Linked DNA regions of Sus scrofa: regions 1, 2, 4 and 5 are each linked to region 3. Evidence: chromatin contacts called from public Hi-C, HiChIP or PLAC-seq and promoter capture Hi-C data. All regions are on one chromosome and are shown on one strand. Each heading gives the region's core, a stretch centred on a gene start, on an enhancer-like site or on the middle of the called end of the contact. The rest is flanking DNA. Distances are from core to core; before and after follow the strand shown.

Region 1 (2,700 bases), core at 114-2,613, 760 kb after region 3:
AGTGCTCAATAAAAGGTATTTGTCATTGTTAGGGCACCATCTGCTTCTCAGTGAAGCCCAGATTCCAGATGAGAGCATCTTTCTAGGGCTCCAAATTCCATACCAGCTCCCTCATGGTGGCGAGGACTTGGGTCTGGGAGGCAGACAAAGGAAGGATTGGGTATGTATGAAGATGGTTAAGCTCTGTGGGTGGTTGCTTAGAAAATGAGTGGGCATTTAAATCATGTGTGGGTGAGTGGGTGAGAGATAGGGTGGACAGCACAATAGGTAGATGGTTAATAGGTTAGCATTTGTTGGATGTTCACCCTTGTAGGTGAGTAGCTGAGTAGGTAGTTAGCTGGAATGGGTATGCCTGCCTGGAAAAGGACTGGATCATAATAGGAAATAAATATTTGAATTGAGTAAGCAGTTATATGTATTGTATGTACATTTTTTGAGGTTTCTTAAGGCTTGAGCTGGGCAGTAGGGAAACAATGATGAACTATAATGACTCTTGTCATCATGGAACTCTCTGGTGAAAGAGACAAACAAACATGCAATTGATGGATGGGTGTTTTGGTGACTAGGTGAAGGTATGTGTGTAGAGATGGGTGTTTGCTTGCTTGATTGTATGGATAAGTATTTAATTGGATAGTGAATGAATGAGTAGGTGGATGGTTACTTTAAGTGGGTGTTTGGATAGGTGGATGGATAGGTGGTTAGTTGACTGGATGGGTAGATGAGTGGTTGATCAACTGAATGTGTGAATGAATAGGTAGGGAGATGGATGAGTTAGACATGTGGATGGGTTTTGGGTAGAAGCATAAAGCCTATTATGTGTGCTTTGTGAGGTAGGCCTGGAGATTATGATCCTGGGAGGTGGTAGAAAAGGGGGCTTAGGTTTGGGGACCTAAGGCAGCTCTAGGGGCAGAGAAGTACTGCATAGCGGGGAAGGAAAGAATGAACTTGTGGTTGGAACTGGGAGAAGAGGACTGAAGGCTATTGACCATGTGGAGTCCTCAATGACCTAAAAACGACCCATGGGGGAACTTCTCTATCCCCTCTCCACTCTTCTGATTCTATTAACTGGGCTAGCATTGGAAAAACTAGTAGGGTGATGAAGAGCCACTGAGGGCATGAGCACAAGAGTGTTGTCATGGTAACAGCCTCTCCCTGGACTCTCAGGTCGCGCGGGCCCTTTAAGGGTGACCCTCCTGGCCACTCCCAACATGGCGGCGCGCCTGCTGGTTGCCCCCCCCCCAACCGGGGTGGCGCGGAGGGGGGGCGGGGAGGGGGGGGTCCCGGACCTCCCCATCATGGCGGCGTGGCGGGGCTGTCGCGCTGAGGTCACGGCGGCGCGCCGGGGGGGCGGGGCGGCGGGGGGAGCGATTTAAAGGGACAATGTCCCCCGAGCGGTGGAGGCGGCGGCGGCTGCGGAGGCCGCGGCACCGGCACCGCGAGCTGCAAGGGCGGTAGCGGCAGCGACGGCCGCACCAAAGAAGGGAGCTCCGAGCCCCGGCACCCAGCCGGCGGCACCGCCTCCCCGGTGAGGCCCGGCCCGGCCTGGGGAGCCCGCGGGCGGGGCGGAGCCGGCGCGGGGAGGGGGAGGCCCGGGCCGGGCCGGGCCAGGCGGGACCCCCCGGGGCGGGGGGCGGGGGGCGGGGGCGGGGCCTGTAGGGGCGGGGCCTTGTCGGGGGCGGGGCCGCACAGGTTGGGGGGAGGAGCGGGGGGTCGTGGGGCAGGTGTCCCCCTCCTACCTCGGCGCGTCCCGCGGGGTCTCCCGCCCCGAGGTGCACGGGCGGGGGGGCGCATCTTCCGGACCCTAGCGCCCCGAGGGGTGCGCTGGCGTGGCACCGCCACCACCTCTGCTACCCCGGGAGGGGGCGTCCAGAAAGGAGCCCCCCTCCCCACGCTGCCAAAGTGCTCCGAAGTTGCGGTCCCGCCGGTTCCCCGCGGGCAGTGCCCACCCGGTGGGAACCCGCAGGTGCCTCCTTGGGGCCGGGGCAGGGACCCCCACCACAACGGCCAGTCCACGGACAGGCCCCCAGGGAGCCCCCAGGTCCCCGAGGGCAGCGCCTGCTGCCAGGCCTGGAGCCCCGGCCCCGCCCCGGTTGCTTGGGATCGGCCTCCCCATCGTCTCCCTGGGGAGGGCGCCTCATTCCTGCCCTTCACTTTCTGCCGCCGTTACCTTGAAGGTATTTATAGGTGGAGAAGAAAGCCCCCACCCCCACAGCCTCCCCAGGGTCCTCATTTCTGGACCAGGAGCCCCATCCTTCCCTTTTGACGGCGGACTAGAGAGATCTTGGGAGGGTGGGATGGAGGAACCCAGGCTGAGTATGCATGAAGGGTAATGTTGGGGTGAAGTGAAGGGGTTAATGCTGGGGTCACTTGAGGCTTGCGTGAGGGTAAAGGGGTTAATGCTGGAGAACCCAAAGGTTCCGTGTGGGGAGGGGGCCTGGACTGTGGGAAAAGTGCAGGGGTAACTGATACAGGCAACTGAAGTAAGAAAAGAAAAGTGCAGGGGTAATGATGGGGGGACTTGAGACAGTGTATAGGATCAGAGTGTGGAAGTGGCCGGGATGCAAGCCGAAGCATGCACGCAGGATATGCATGTGCAAGGCAGTGGAGGCACAACTGGGGAAAGTATAGCTGTGTATGAATGACTGGAGGCACCTAGGAGAAGTAATAGGATTAATGCTGCAAGAAAACAAGGTAACTGAG
Region 2 (2,700 bases), core at 122-2,621, 910 kb after region 3:
ATGATGCTCATGATGTGGGCTGAAGCAGCAGGGGGTTGAGGGCAGTGTGTAGGACAGAGTGCTAATCACTGAAAAGTGTTCTCATGTGGCCCCCCCTTCTCCTTCCATAGGAGCTGTCACAGGAGGTACTCCTCTGTACCTTTATAAATAAGCTTTGAAAATCTGGTTAATAAAATTGTAGGTCATGTATGGATTCATTTTTATGTTTTTGTCTTTCGCCTTTTCTTGAGCAGCTCCCACGACATATGGAGGTTCCCAGACTAGGTGTCTAATTGGAGCTGTAGCCACCAGCCTACACCAGAGCCACGCAATGCGGGATCCGAGCCGCGTCTGCAACCTACACCACAGCTCACGGCAACGCCGGATCCTTAACCCACTGAGCAAGGCCAGGGATCGAACCCACAACTTCATGGTTCCTAATCGGATTCGTTAACCACTGTGCCACAGTGGGAACTCCTGGATTCATTTTTATGTTATCAGCAGTTAGTTACCTTTCATCAGCAAACATGCATTAAGTTATCAAGAAAATTTTCTTCCTAAGTACAAGACTTGGCCCTGAGCACTCAGCAGTGGACTGCATGGGCTATTCAAGGGTGGTGACCTTCCTGCTCCATCCTGCCCGGCCCTTACTCGCCAAGTGGAATTATCGATTTGGCTGTATGCTTCATGAACCATAAATAAGAAATTTAATGAAAATGGGAGTTCTCATCATGGTGCAATGGATAACAAATCCGACTAGGAACCATGAGGTTGCGAGTTTGATCCCTGGCCTCACCCAGTGGGTTAAGGATCTGGTGTTGCCGTAGGCTTTGGAATAGGTTGCAGACACTGCTTGGATCCAGCACTGCTGTGGCTTTGGCATAGGCCTGCAGCAACAGCTCTGATTAGACCCCTATCCTGGGAACCTCCATATGTCTCAGGTGGGGCCCTAAAAGGACAAAAGACAAAAGGAAAGAAAGAAATTTAATGAAAATGATGTAGTTTGGGCCTTGCAAATCATTATCTCTCACACACACTGTCCCCTCAAAACTCACAGATGTGAAAACTTGTTTGATGCTTATTATACCCACTTTCTCTTGAACTCTGTAGCTCCCGCAGCCCCTTCCAGCTCCTACTGGACTCTGGACTCCATGCCCACTCCCTCAAAATTGGTACTTGATCTCTTTTCTCTACTGGATGATGAGTCCTTGAGGAGAGTAGACACTAGGGCCCTTTAGTTAGTGCACAGAGTGTCTCCCCAGTCAGCCTAATCAGTTTTCACTAAAGGAACTCAGCCTTTGAAGGCTACAGCCCTGGGCAATATCATTGTGAGTGGCACCCATCTACTGCCTGTTCTCTGATGGTGGCTTTTCTCTTTCCTTGTAGAGTGCCCAGTGAAGAATGTGATGGGATCAGTAGCATGTCTGCGGAGAGCGGCCCTGGGACAAGATTGAGAAATCTGCCAGTAATGGGGGATGGACTAGAAACTACCCAAATGTCTACAACGCAGGCCCAGGCCCAACCCCAGCAAGCCAATACAGCCAGCACCAACCCCCCACCCCCGGAGACTTCTAACCCCAACAAGCCCAAGAGGCAGACCAACCAACTGCAATATCTGCTCAAAGTGGTGCTCAAGACACTATGGAAACACCAGTTTGCGTGGCCTTTCCAGCAGCCTGTGGATGCCGTCAAGCTAAACCTCCCTGTGAGTAACTTGGGCAGGGTCTGGAGCTGCTATTCTTCAGGTCTCCTCCTGTGTTGCTTCTGGTGCGGGTGGACCTTTTGGGAGATGGGGGTGCCTTTGAAGTCATTGTGAAAGTGCATGGCCTGGCTCTGAACTCCAGCACCCACGGGGCCCTTGGGTGAGTGGTTTCAGTAGTCCTGATGAATGAAAGTAGTGAAGGGGAGAGAATGTGCTAACTGGCTTAAACAGTAACTGGTTTCTTCGATATTAGGATTCTGGGAAATACTATGTAGAGAGATCAAAACTGGAATGGAGGAATGCTTGCATTGCAACTTGCCTTTCAGCCCCATGGGAGAGCCACTGTGGGGTCACTTGATAGTTCAGGTCCTCCCTTCTCAGATGTGGTCACCCAGACTGGCCCATTGGGCTCAGCAGAAGTAGTTGGTCAGATTGTGTGGGAAGGGGAGTGGTTTGGCTATAGTACCTGTTCTGGTACTTGCATCATCATCATCACCCAGAGCACAGGGCAGGTAGTTGAGTATTTTCCAGCGAGCCAAGTATGTAGAGGTAGCCTTGATGGAGAGGGGGGATTTGGGTGCAGCTTTGCCTCTGGCTGCCCCTGCACCCTTACACCTGCCCGCCTCGTTGTGGCCACATTGCACTTGCTCTTGTTCTTTTGTACCCTTATTCCTCTCCTTTTTCCTTTGAGAGTTTGCCGACATCCTGTAAATGTTTCTGGAAACTCAACTTGTACCTCTAACTGAACCTTGGGGAGCAAACGTAATAAACATGTTTAATTTTTTCCTTTTTTCAAAGCATCAAGAACTAATTTGTCTTTAAATTGCCCTCTGCTGTTTGCCAAATCTCCCACACACCCCTGGATGAAGGAATTGAAATCAGATGATTGTTGCTTTTGACAACAGGGTCTACAAGTTAGAGCTGCACAGGTATAGGATCCTCAGCCTCTACTAGACATCTGGTTTCAAGGAGGAACATACCAGTGTGACCTTCCTTGCTTGAAAGTCACTGTGTCTGGC
Region 3 (2,700 bases), core at 110-2,609:
AATCTGCTTTATTTAATTTATTTATATTTATTTTTATTTTATTTATTTATTTATTTTTGTCTTTTTGCCATTTCTTGGGCTGCTCCCGCAGTATATGGAGGTTCCCAAGCTAGGGGTCGAATGGGAGCTGTAGCTGCCGGCCTACGCCAGAGCCACAGCAATGCAGGATCCGAGCTTCGTCTGCAACCTACACCACAGCTCACCACAACGCCGGATCCTTAACCCACTGAGCAAGGCCAAGGATCGAACTTGCAACCTCATGGTTCCTAGTTGGATCTGTTAACCACTAAGCCACAACGGGGAACTCCAAAAATCTGCCTTATTTATTTTTTAATAAAAACTGGGTGGTGAGAGATATGAGAGGTCGGCATAGAATAGATAAGTTCAGCCCATAATGCTTGCAGGAGGAAATAATCAGTCTAGGCCAGTGGTTCTCAGTTGGGGGCCTTGTATTCAATGTTAAGAGAAAACCACTCATTAGAGCCTTAAAACACAACATATCTGAAGCTGCCGAAGTCGTGGAAACACTTCGTGGTGACTTACAGCAGCCCATTTAATATCAACAGCCAGCATCATTTAAGCACTGACTTCATGCCAGACTTAATGCCATTTACCTGCATCACCTCATCCAAAGTTTCCATTCTTCTTAGAAGAAAGCATTATCCTTACCCCTACACATGAGGAAAGTGAGGGAAGGAGAGAGGAGTCCCTGACCCACAGTGTCTTGGGCAAATGAGGGACCGCGCTGGAATCGAAACCGGGATCTCTAGCCCGCCCCTCTGAAATACACTTCGCCAGAGAAGCTTCCTATCCTCGGAGCTCCCCGCAACGGACTCTTGTCTTCTACTCAGGCAGTAGCTTCTCCCGGTAATTAACGTCCACTCTGGCCACTCGCCCTCCCCGGAGTGTCCTGGGGTAGATCCTGGTTACAAGTCTCCAGGCCCTGCCTCTGAATCCACCCCGGGAGATGCGGGGCGTCCCTCGGCTCCTCACCCAACTTACCCGCTTCTCCTGCATCTTTTCGAAAGCCGCCTGGGCCGGGGTCCGCTTGTCCAGGCCGCGCCGCTTCTCCTCTTCGTTCTTTTTGCTCGTTCCCATGGCTTCCAGGAGTTTCGCCTTGTCTTTGTCCTTCTTTTTCTTCTTCCTGGGGAGACGGGTGGGAGCGAGGGTAATGGCAGGTCAGAGCACCAACCCCGGGCCTCAGGAAGAAGCTTAAAAAGGCAGAATATGGGGTCCCGTGGGCTCTCGGGACTTACCGCTTGGTCACTCCGAGCTCTGCTACACCTTTCAGCTTCAGGGGCCCCCTTTGGACTTGCTCGTAGTCTTCCATGGACCCGGTTTGACGTTCGGGCTGTAAAAATGCCACACTTCCTGTTTGAGAAAGCAACTTCCACCCAAACGCCCGCCTCCCTTTGTTTTGATTGGCTTATCCAGGCGGTGCGCGTGCGCCCTTGGAAGCCGCGTTCGCCACACCTCTGGGTTCCGGGTTGGGCCTGGAGGTCAGGTGAGTTCACATCCTCTGCATTCTGCATCCTGCCTCCTGCCATACTTCCGGCCTTGGTGCTACTTCCGAGCCCATTCACCACCTCCCAACCCTCCCCCACCACCCGGCCCTTTCATCCTCCACACCCTCCTCGCTCACTCTTTGACAGAGAAGCAGTTTCCTAAAACCCAACGTTTTCTTGAGTTTATTGCCATATTTTGAGGGTTCAACAGATTACCTAATTTTGTAAACCTAATTAGTAGTGGTTAGTTTTCCAGCTTTTGGTAAATGATAGTAATATGTGAAATATATTGTTGGTGGCATTTAAGAATTGTCTTTTTTCTTTTTACCACTGCACCTGTGGCATATGAAAGTTCCTAGGCTAGGGGTGGAATTGGAGCTGCAGCTGCAGGCCTATGCCACAGACACCACATCTGTGACATACTCTGCAGCTTGCTGCAATGCTGGATCCTTAATCCGCTGAGCAAGGGGCAGGGATTGAATCTGCATCCTCACGGAGCTACACCCGGCTCTTAACTCACTATGCCACAGTGGGAACTCCTAAATTATTTTTTAAAATCAGTTTTATTGAGGTACAATTTATAAACAGTAAAAGACACCCATTTACATTGTACCCTTCCATGAATATTGTCACATTTATACACCTATGTAATCGCCTGTACAATCAAAATATAGAACATTTTGTCACCCCCAAATTCCTTTGTTCTTCTTTCCAGTTAACCCTTCTATCCCTCTTCCCAGGCAACTCCAAATCTGTTTTCTCTCACTATAGGTTGTGAATGTCTTTTTAAAAATGTTTCATGTACATGGAATCATAACACATGTGTTTTCTTGAGTTAGAGTTTCACTGGGCATAATGTGTTTGAGATCCCTCCTGTTGTTGGGTACAACAGTATTACCATTCTTCTTCTTTGGTGAGTGTTATTCCACATAACTGGAACAGACACCCACCCCCCACACCCACCATGTCCTCCACCTGCCTCTTGTTTGCAGAAAAACTTTAGCTTCCGAGGCTTCCTTTGAATTCCAAAGAGTAAATTTAATCAGAGAAGTGAGAAATTGCAGAAACAAAGGAAAACAGTCAAGTGAGACAAAATAATAATGGTTTAGCTATTAAACAAACTCAAGGGCCTTTGGTTCCTCCTCAAGGGCTATAGATAATATTCTGAGCCATATCCTTTAAGCTGTTTTGTAGA
Region 4 (2,700 bases), core at 168-2,667, 1.0 Mb after region 3:
GCAACCTCGACCTCATCCTACATTCCCCTCACTGGACTCATCCCACCCCCCGTGCCTACTCACCCATTGTCCCCCTTCCCATTGTCCCACAGGAACATGGCCAAGGGTGAGAGTCTGATGGGGGAGGTGGCCACAGACTGGATGGACACAGACTGCCCAGAGGCCAAACGACTGAAGGTTGTGTCCCCTCTTCTGCCCTCAGGGTCCTGGGTGGGGGCCCAGTGGTCAGCGGGAGAGGGAGGGAAATGTCCACTGTCCCTGGCTCTGGAGAACAGCCATGGTACCCACCCCATCCTGCTCCTCTAACTGGGCCAGCCTGGGGTCTTCCCAGAGGGGATCTCCTGGCCCAGACAGTGATTCTGCTTTCTCTCTGCTGCATCCAACTTTGTCCTATGTGCCCCGCCTGAGAGTGCTCCCAGCTCATCTTTTCCTATCCTAGGACCACACCTGTGGGCCCTGTCTATTCAGCCTGGGCTGCCCTAATGAAGTGCCGCAGACTGGGTGGCTCAGATAACAGACCCTTATTTTCTTACAGTTCTGGAGGCTTGAAGGTCGAGATCAAAGTGCTGGCAGGATTAGTTCTTGGTGAGGGCTCTCCTGGCATGTAGAATGTGCCTTCTCACTGTGTCCTTACGTGGCCTTTCCTCTGTGTGTGGATGCTGAGAGAATGCTGGTATCTCTTCTTCTTCTTCTTATTTTTTTTATAAAATTTTATAATTTTCTCCATATCTTTTGTTAGATTTATTCCTGGATATTTACTAGTTCATTATGCTATTCCAAATGAAATTTTTTTTCTCCATGCCCACAGCATGTGGAAGTTCCTAGGCTGGGGGTTGAACCTGCATCATAGCAGCCATTGCAGTGACAACACCAGATCCCTAATCCACTGCACTACAAGAGAACTCCTCTTCTTTCCCTTTTCCTTTTTTTTAATGGTCGCACCTGTGGCATATGGAAGTTCCTAGTCTGGGGGTCAAATTGGAGCTGCAGCTGCTAGTCTCTGCCACAGCCATGAGCTACATCTGCAACTTACACTGCAGCTTGTGGCAATGCCAGATCCTTAACCCACTGAGGGAGTCTGAGAATTGAACCCATATCCTCATGGACTCTATGTTAGGCTCTTTTTTTTTTTTTTTTGCTTTTTAGGGCCTCATCTGTGGCACATGGAAGTTTCTAGGCTAAGGTGTCTAATCTGAGCCACAGCTGCTGGGATCAGAGCTGCATCTGCGACCTACACCACAGCTCATGGCAATGCCACATCTTTAACCCACTGAGCAAGGCCAGGGATCAAACCTGTATCCTTATGGATCCTAGTCAGAATCATTAACCATTGAGCCACGAAGGGAACTCCTTATGTTGGGCTCTTAACCCACTAAACTGCAAGGGGAACTCTTCTCTTCCTTTTCTTATAGAACCCCACCCTTATGATTTCATTTAATCTTAATTACTTCCTTAAAAGCCCTATCTCTAAATATAGTCATGTTGGGGGTTAGGCCTTCAACATATTTTTTTGGGGGGGAACACAATTCATAACAGGCTCCTGCTAGCATTACTTTCATACTTGCTGAATGTCTTGAAAACACACAAAGCAACTTGTTTCATCGTTAGGAGGATGCCATAAAGCAGCTATTGATAGACATCTCCATTCTTAGCTATTTCTGGCCTGCCTATATTTTAATGTTTGTTGAAATGGAGACATCTATTACAATTGACAACTGAAGAAATCTGCTTGCCCCAGGCTTTTTTCTCCCTTTCTCATCCAAAAGTGGCGTTCAGTATATGGTGCATAATGTTTATGATGGCGTTTTAGCATTGCAGAGTGATTGCATTATCATGAGAAGTTCAGAGTTCTGATGTAATTTGCCCAGGGTCACAAGCCCATTAAGTGACAGTGTCAGAAATCAAATCAACATTGAAGGCTCTCCCATCCTCCAGGACCCCTTTCTGGTTAGCTGTCCATCACCTGGATCTTCCCTTTTGTGAATTTCATCTCCCCATCTGGGTTCGTAAGCTCAGGTCTGGCTTGATCAAGCTCTCTGTCTGTAGGCTCTTAAATGTCCAGCCAGGCTAGTTAGGAATATCCCACTTCGTTTGGATAACATCATTCATTCTTGTGGACCATGAGTCTGAAATGTATTGAGCTCCTGCGAGGGGCCCAGGTGCTGGGCTCCTGAGGATAAATCAATACACAAGTGTGTGATTATTCAGTCCTGATACCTCATGTTCTTGTTTGTGGTACCAGGTGGGAGCCTTCATGGTATCCAGGGTAACTCCCTACTTCTCATCTTCCCACTCACCTTCCCTTCCTTTCCCAGATTAATACTGATCCTTGCAGGATCCCTCTACTCCCACATTTCTTTTATCAATAGTTCGTAATTTCCAGAATACAAGCTTTGCATTTCTTCTGTTAAATTTAATTTTAAAGTTTTTTGTTTGTTTGTTTTCTTTTTCGGCCACTCAGTGGCATTTGGAGTTCCCAGGCCAGGGATCAGATCTAAGCCACAGTTGTGACCCACGCTGCAGCTTTGGCAAGGCAGGATCCTTAACCCACTGTGCTGGGCTGGGGATTGAACCTGTGTCCCAGTGCTCCAGAGATGCTTCTGGTCCTGTTGTACACAGTGGGAACTCCTTAAAATTTTTTGTTTTTCTCCATACTGTTGTCAATAGGATTGTTCTCTTAACTTCATTTTAGGTGTGTTC
Region 5 (2,700 bases), core at 182-2,681, 830 kb after region 3:
AGCAACCCACTGAGTAAGGCCAGGGATGGAACCCACATCCTCATGGATCCTAGTCGGGTTGGTTAACCACTGAGCCAGGTTGGGAACTCCAAAAACTTTTACTTTTGATACATTCTATCAAACTGATTTGCAGAAAATAAACAGTTGAACCTCTCGCCTGCAGAGTATTAAGTGTCTCTTTTTAACCTTCCCATTTGGGGGTATAATTCTTAATCCTGGGAATCCCATGGAATAAAAAGATGTATGTATATTAGTTAAATACACTGACTGACGTTCATATTCCTGCTTTTATACCTCGTTTATCCTAGAGAGTTCCTTTCATATTAAGGCAGGTGGCCCCTTGTTAGGGGTTGCACATTTACTTGGTCTTCAATAGGTTTCTTAATTTGTTCACTGCTTATAATTTTTATGTAAGCAAATCAGATTTCTGCCATACAGCTGTAAAGACATGTCTTTAATCAGTTACAGTTACATACAGTAAGTAAGTATGGTATGGAAAGATGGAGGAGCATTTGGGCAAGGATCAAATCAGGTCATGGTTCCATGCTTGTAGAGGGGAAATCAAGCTTGTACCCAAGGGTACATTTACAGACCTACGAAATCTGGTTGGAATCATTGGCGGTGCTGAGCCCCGAGGTGTAGGTGGAGAGGGGTGCCCTTACCGATCTGGCTTGGTGGGAATGGGGCGAGTTTTGGATGCCTGGAGCAGCCTCTCCAGCCCTGCCTGCCTTGCCCGCAGCTCATGATGGAGCAGTCTAAGAAGTCCTCGCTCATGGTGGCTCGCAGCATCCTTAACAACAAGCTCATCAGCAAGAAGCTGGAACGCTATCTGAAGGTGAGGTGCTTGCCTTTGTCACGCGGCCCGGTCCCCAGCCCCGGTGCCTGATTCGGGCCCTGGGGTGCTCCCATTTCTAAAGTATCGCCGTCCCCCGCAGGGAGAGAACCCTTTCACCGACAGCCCGGAGGAGGAGAAGGAACAGGAGGAGGCCGAGGGCGGTGCCCTGGATGAGGGGGCGCTAGTCGAAGCAGCGGGAGTCGCAGAGGACGCGCCGGCTCAGCCCCCGGTGCCCCCGGAACCGGTCTCTGGGGCTGCGACCCCGCCCCCACCTCCGCCCCCTGAGGAGGAGGAGGAAGCCTTGCCCCTGCTGGGCGGGGCGCTGCAGCGCCAAATCCGAGGCATCCCAGGCCTCGATGTAGAGGCTGACGACGAGGAGGAGGGCGGAGGGGGCGCTCCATGACCCGGGCGGGCGGGGCCCGCGTGGCAGAGGCTAGAAGCGGAGTCTAATAAAGTTCTTCCCTTCCCACCTCTTCTTATTTTGTCTGTGGTGCGGTCCTAGTGGGCGAGCGACTGGATCTCTGCTTAGAGGTGTGTATCTGTGGGTGGGCCTCGGAAGGATGGGTTGCAGCTGCGCACTAGCGGCGAGGAGAAGCAGGGATACGCTTGCGCGCTGCGAGGCACAGCGGCCCGGACCAAAACTCCCAGGATGCTATGAGCACCGATCCGGAACAACCGGAAGGCCACCTGGAGTGGTGAGGGCGGGTCCGTCGTAAATTCCCGCCAGTAGTTGCGCGCGGAAGGGGTGACGTATCAACTGGCTTACCAGTAGAAGACAGCGGGAGTTGGGTTCAGCGCATGCGTCCTGTGGTAGTCTGGAAAGAGGAGCTGCTGGCGGGCCGAGCTGAAGACATGGAACAGGGCTACGGAGGTTAGTGTGGGCAACTTAGTGCGGGGTGGGACGGGCAGGTGGTGCCCAGGCGACACCGTCGCCGCGCAGAGGGCCACGGGCTGGGGCCTACTCCAGAGCCCAGTTACTACAGTCCGGCCCTGCAGAGGGGCGGCCGGGACGCGCGCACGCAGTTCATTGGACCTCGGCGCAGTCGCTCCCGGGCCGCTGCATGCGGATTGGCCGATGGAACCTGGGGACGTCGGCGGAGTTCGGCTGGCCGACGCTACGGCGGGCTTCGGGGGGCGCCTTGAGCCTTTAGGACCGTTTCTGCTTCTCAGCCCCACCGGGGCTGTAGGCCCCGCGGATCCCTGCCGCCCGCAGGGCCGCAGCCTCTTTCGGAAGACGCCACAAAATGGCGGCGCCAGAGGGCGGAGCTATGGCGCGAGCTTGTGGGGCGTGGGGTCTGCAGCCGCGGCGGGAGGAGGGACTGCTGTCTCTTTCCCGGCCTTCGGGCCTTCCTGGGTACTTGCGGGGCTTCGTTGGGTCTTCTGCGCCGCCCACGTGGCCTGGAGCACCGGTCCGGAAGCGGTATGAGCGGCACAGGTTCGGACCGCCAGCGGTGCAGTGCTGAGGCCTTGAGTAGTGCGGCGCCTGCGTTCTCCCTGGGTTGTGTAGCTCTGAGGCAAGACACTGAGAGTCAAATGCTGGGTGTTTTCTTTGTCAAAACTTGGAAACCCGTTAGTGGTTCTCCTCCGGGCATCGCCTTGTGGTGGCCTGGAGATGCCAGAGGGGTTTTGTAAAAGAGAATGTGCCCTTTCTCCACTTGAGTTTCAGAGCCTGCGGCAGGACCTTCTTGGGTGACCTCTCAATCTAGAATCAGCCTCCTGGGAGGCTTTTGTTCTATGCTGGAAGCCGCGTTTACCCGCCGGGAGCAGTAGAAATATGCAGGAATGGGCTTGACCAAGCTCCGATACCCCATCCAGGTGTTTGAGGTTTGAGAAGCAAGCGATCTGATTTTGGCTGCAACAGGGAA

The links. Promoter capture Hi-C pulls out the DNA fragments that hold promoters and counts their contacts. Hi-C and Micro-C count contacts between places; a contact is called where the count stands out from the background. HiChIP or PLAC-seq counts read pairs in DNA pulled down with a chosen protein or histone mark.
Region 1: a contact with region 3 is called in a Hi-C map of embryonic fibroblasts, with 3 times the contacts expected there. The contact joins the promoter of WIZ here to the promoter of FAM32A in region 3. A contact is called at or near these places in 1 of 5 promoter capture datasets (liver), 5 of 47 Hi-C or Micro-C datasets (embryonic fibroblasts, fibroblasts, heart right ventricle and 2 more) and 1 of 2 datasets of contacts at active chromatin or transcription factors (skeletal muscle).
Region 2: a contact with region 3 is called in a promoter capture Hi-C map of fetal liver, with 4 times the contacts expected there. The contact joins the promoter of BRD4 here to the promoter of FAM32A in region 3. A contact is called at or near these places in 1 of 5 promoter capture datasets (fetal liver) and 2 of 47 Hi-C or Micro-C datasets (embryonic fibroblasts and omental adipose tissue).
Region 4: an H3K27ac HiChIP or PLAC-seq map of alveolar macrophages shows a contact between it and region 3. The contact joins the enhancer-like site here to the promoter of FAM32A in region 3. A contact is called at or near these places in 1 of 5 promoter capture datasets (fetal liver), 5 of 47 Hi-C or Micro-C datasets (embryonic fibroblasts, heart right ventricle, mesenteric adipose tissue and 2 more) and 1 of 2 datasets of contacts at active chromatin or transcription factors (alveolar macrophages).
Region 5: a Hi-C map of embryonic fibroblasts shows a contact between it and region 3, with 1.7 times the contacts expected there. The contact joins the promoter of AKAP8 here to the promoter of FAM32A in region 3. A contact is called at or near these places in 1 of 5 promoter capture datasets (fetal liver) and 1 of 47 Hi-C or Micro-C datasets (embryonic fibroblasts).

Annotation. Positions count from the first base shown.
Region 1 is chr2:62,154,032-62,156,731 of Sscrofa11.1, forward strand. WIZ (protein Wiz) reads left to right here and starts at 1,364. Exons shown (of 9, transcript XM_021083626.1): 1 at 1,364-1,525.
Region 2 is chr2:62,306,414-62,309,113 of Sscrofa11.1, forward strand. BRD4 (bromodomain containing 4) reads left to right here and starts at 1,372. Exons shown (of 19, transcript NM_001204772.1): 1 at 1,372-1,684. The coding sequence starts at 1,400.
Region 3 is chr2:61,392,892-61,395,591 of Sscrofa11.1, forward strand. It overlaps FAM32A (family with sequence similarity 32 member A), which reads right to left and starts at 1,360. Exons shown (of 4, transcript NM_001243887.1): 1 at 1,257-1,360; 2 at 1,003-1,144. The coding sequence starts at 1,330. All of the region lies in intron 1 of CIB3 (calcium and integrin-binding family member 3), which reads left to right.
Region 4 is chr2:62,389,639-62,392,338 of Sscrofa11.1, forward strand. NOTCH3 (neurogenic locus notch homolog protein 3) reads left to right here. Exons shown (of 33, transcript XM_021083631.1): 28 at 93-177. Among named protein-coding and RNA genes, the nearest start is that of NOTCH3, 26 kb to the left of the region's middle. Within about 2 kb of position 1,418, at least 1 of the 83 cell types and tissues checked has an H3K27ac peak or open chromatin away from gene starts, as enhancers often do. A contact at or near this core is called in alveolar macrophages, where this site is marked.
Region 5 is chr2:62,220,629-62,223,328 of Sscrofa11.1, forward strand. AKAP8 (A-kinase anchor protein 8) reads left to right here and starts at 1,432. Exons shown (of 14, transcript XM_003123431.4): 1 at 1,432-1,706. The coding sequence starts at 1,634. It overlaps AKAP8L (A-kinase anchor protein 8-like), which reads left to right. Exons shown (of 24, transcript XM_005652898.3): 13 at 740-835; 14 at 936-1,706. The coding sequence ends at 1,238. All of the region lies in intron 1 of LOC110259330 (a long non-coding RNA gene), which reads right to left.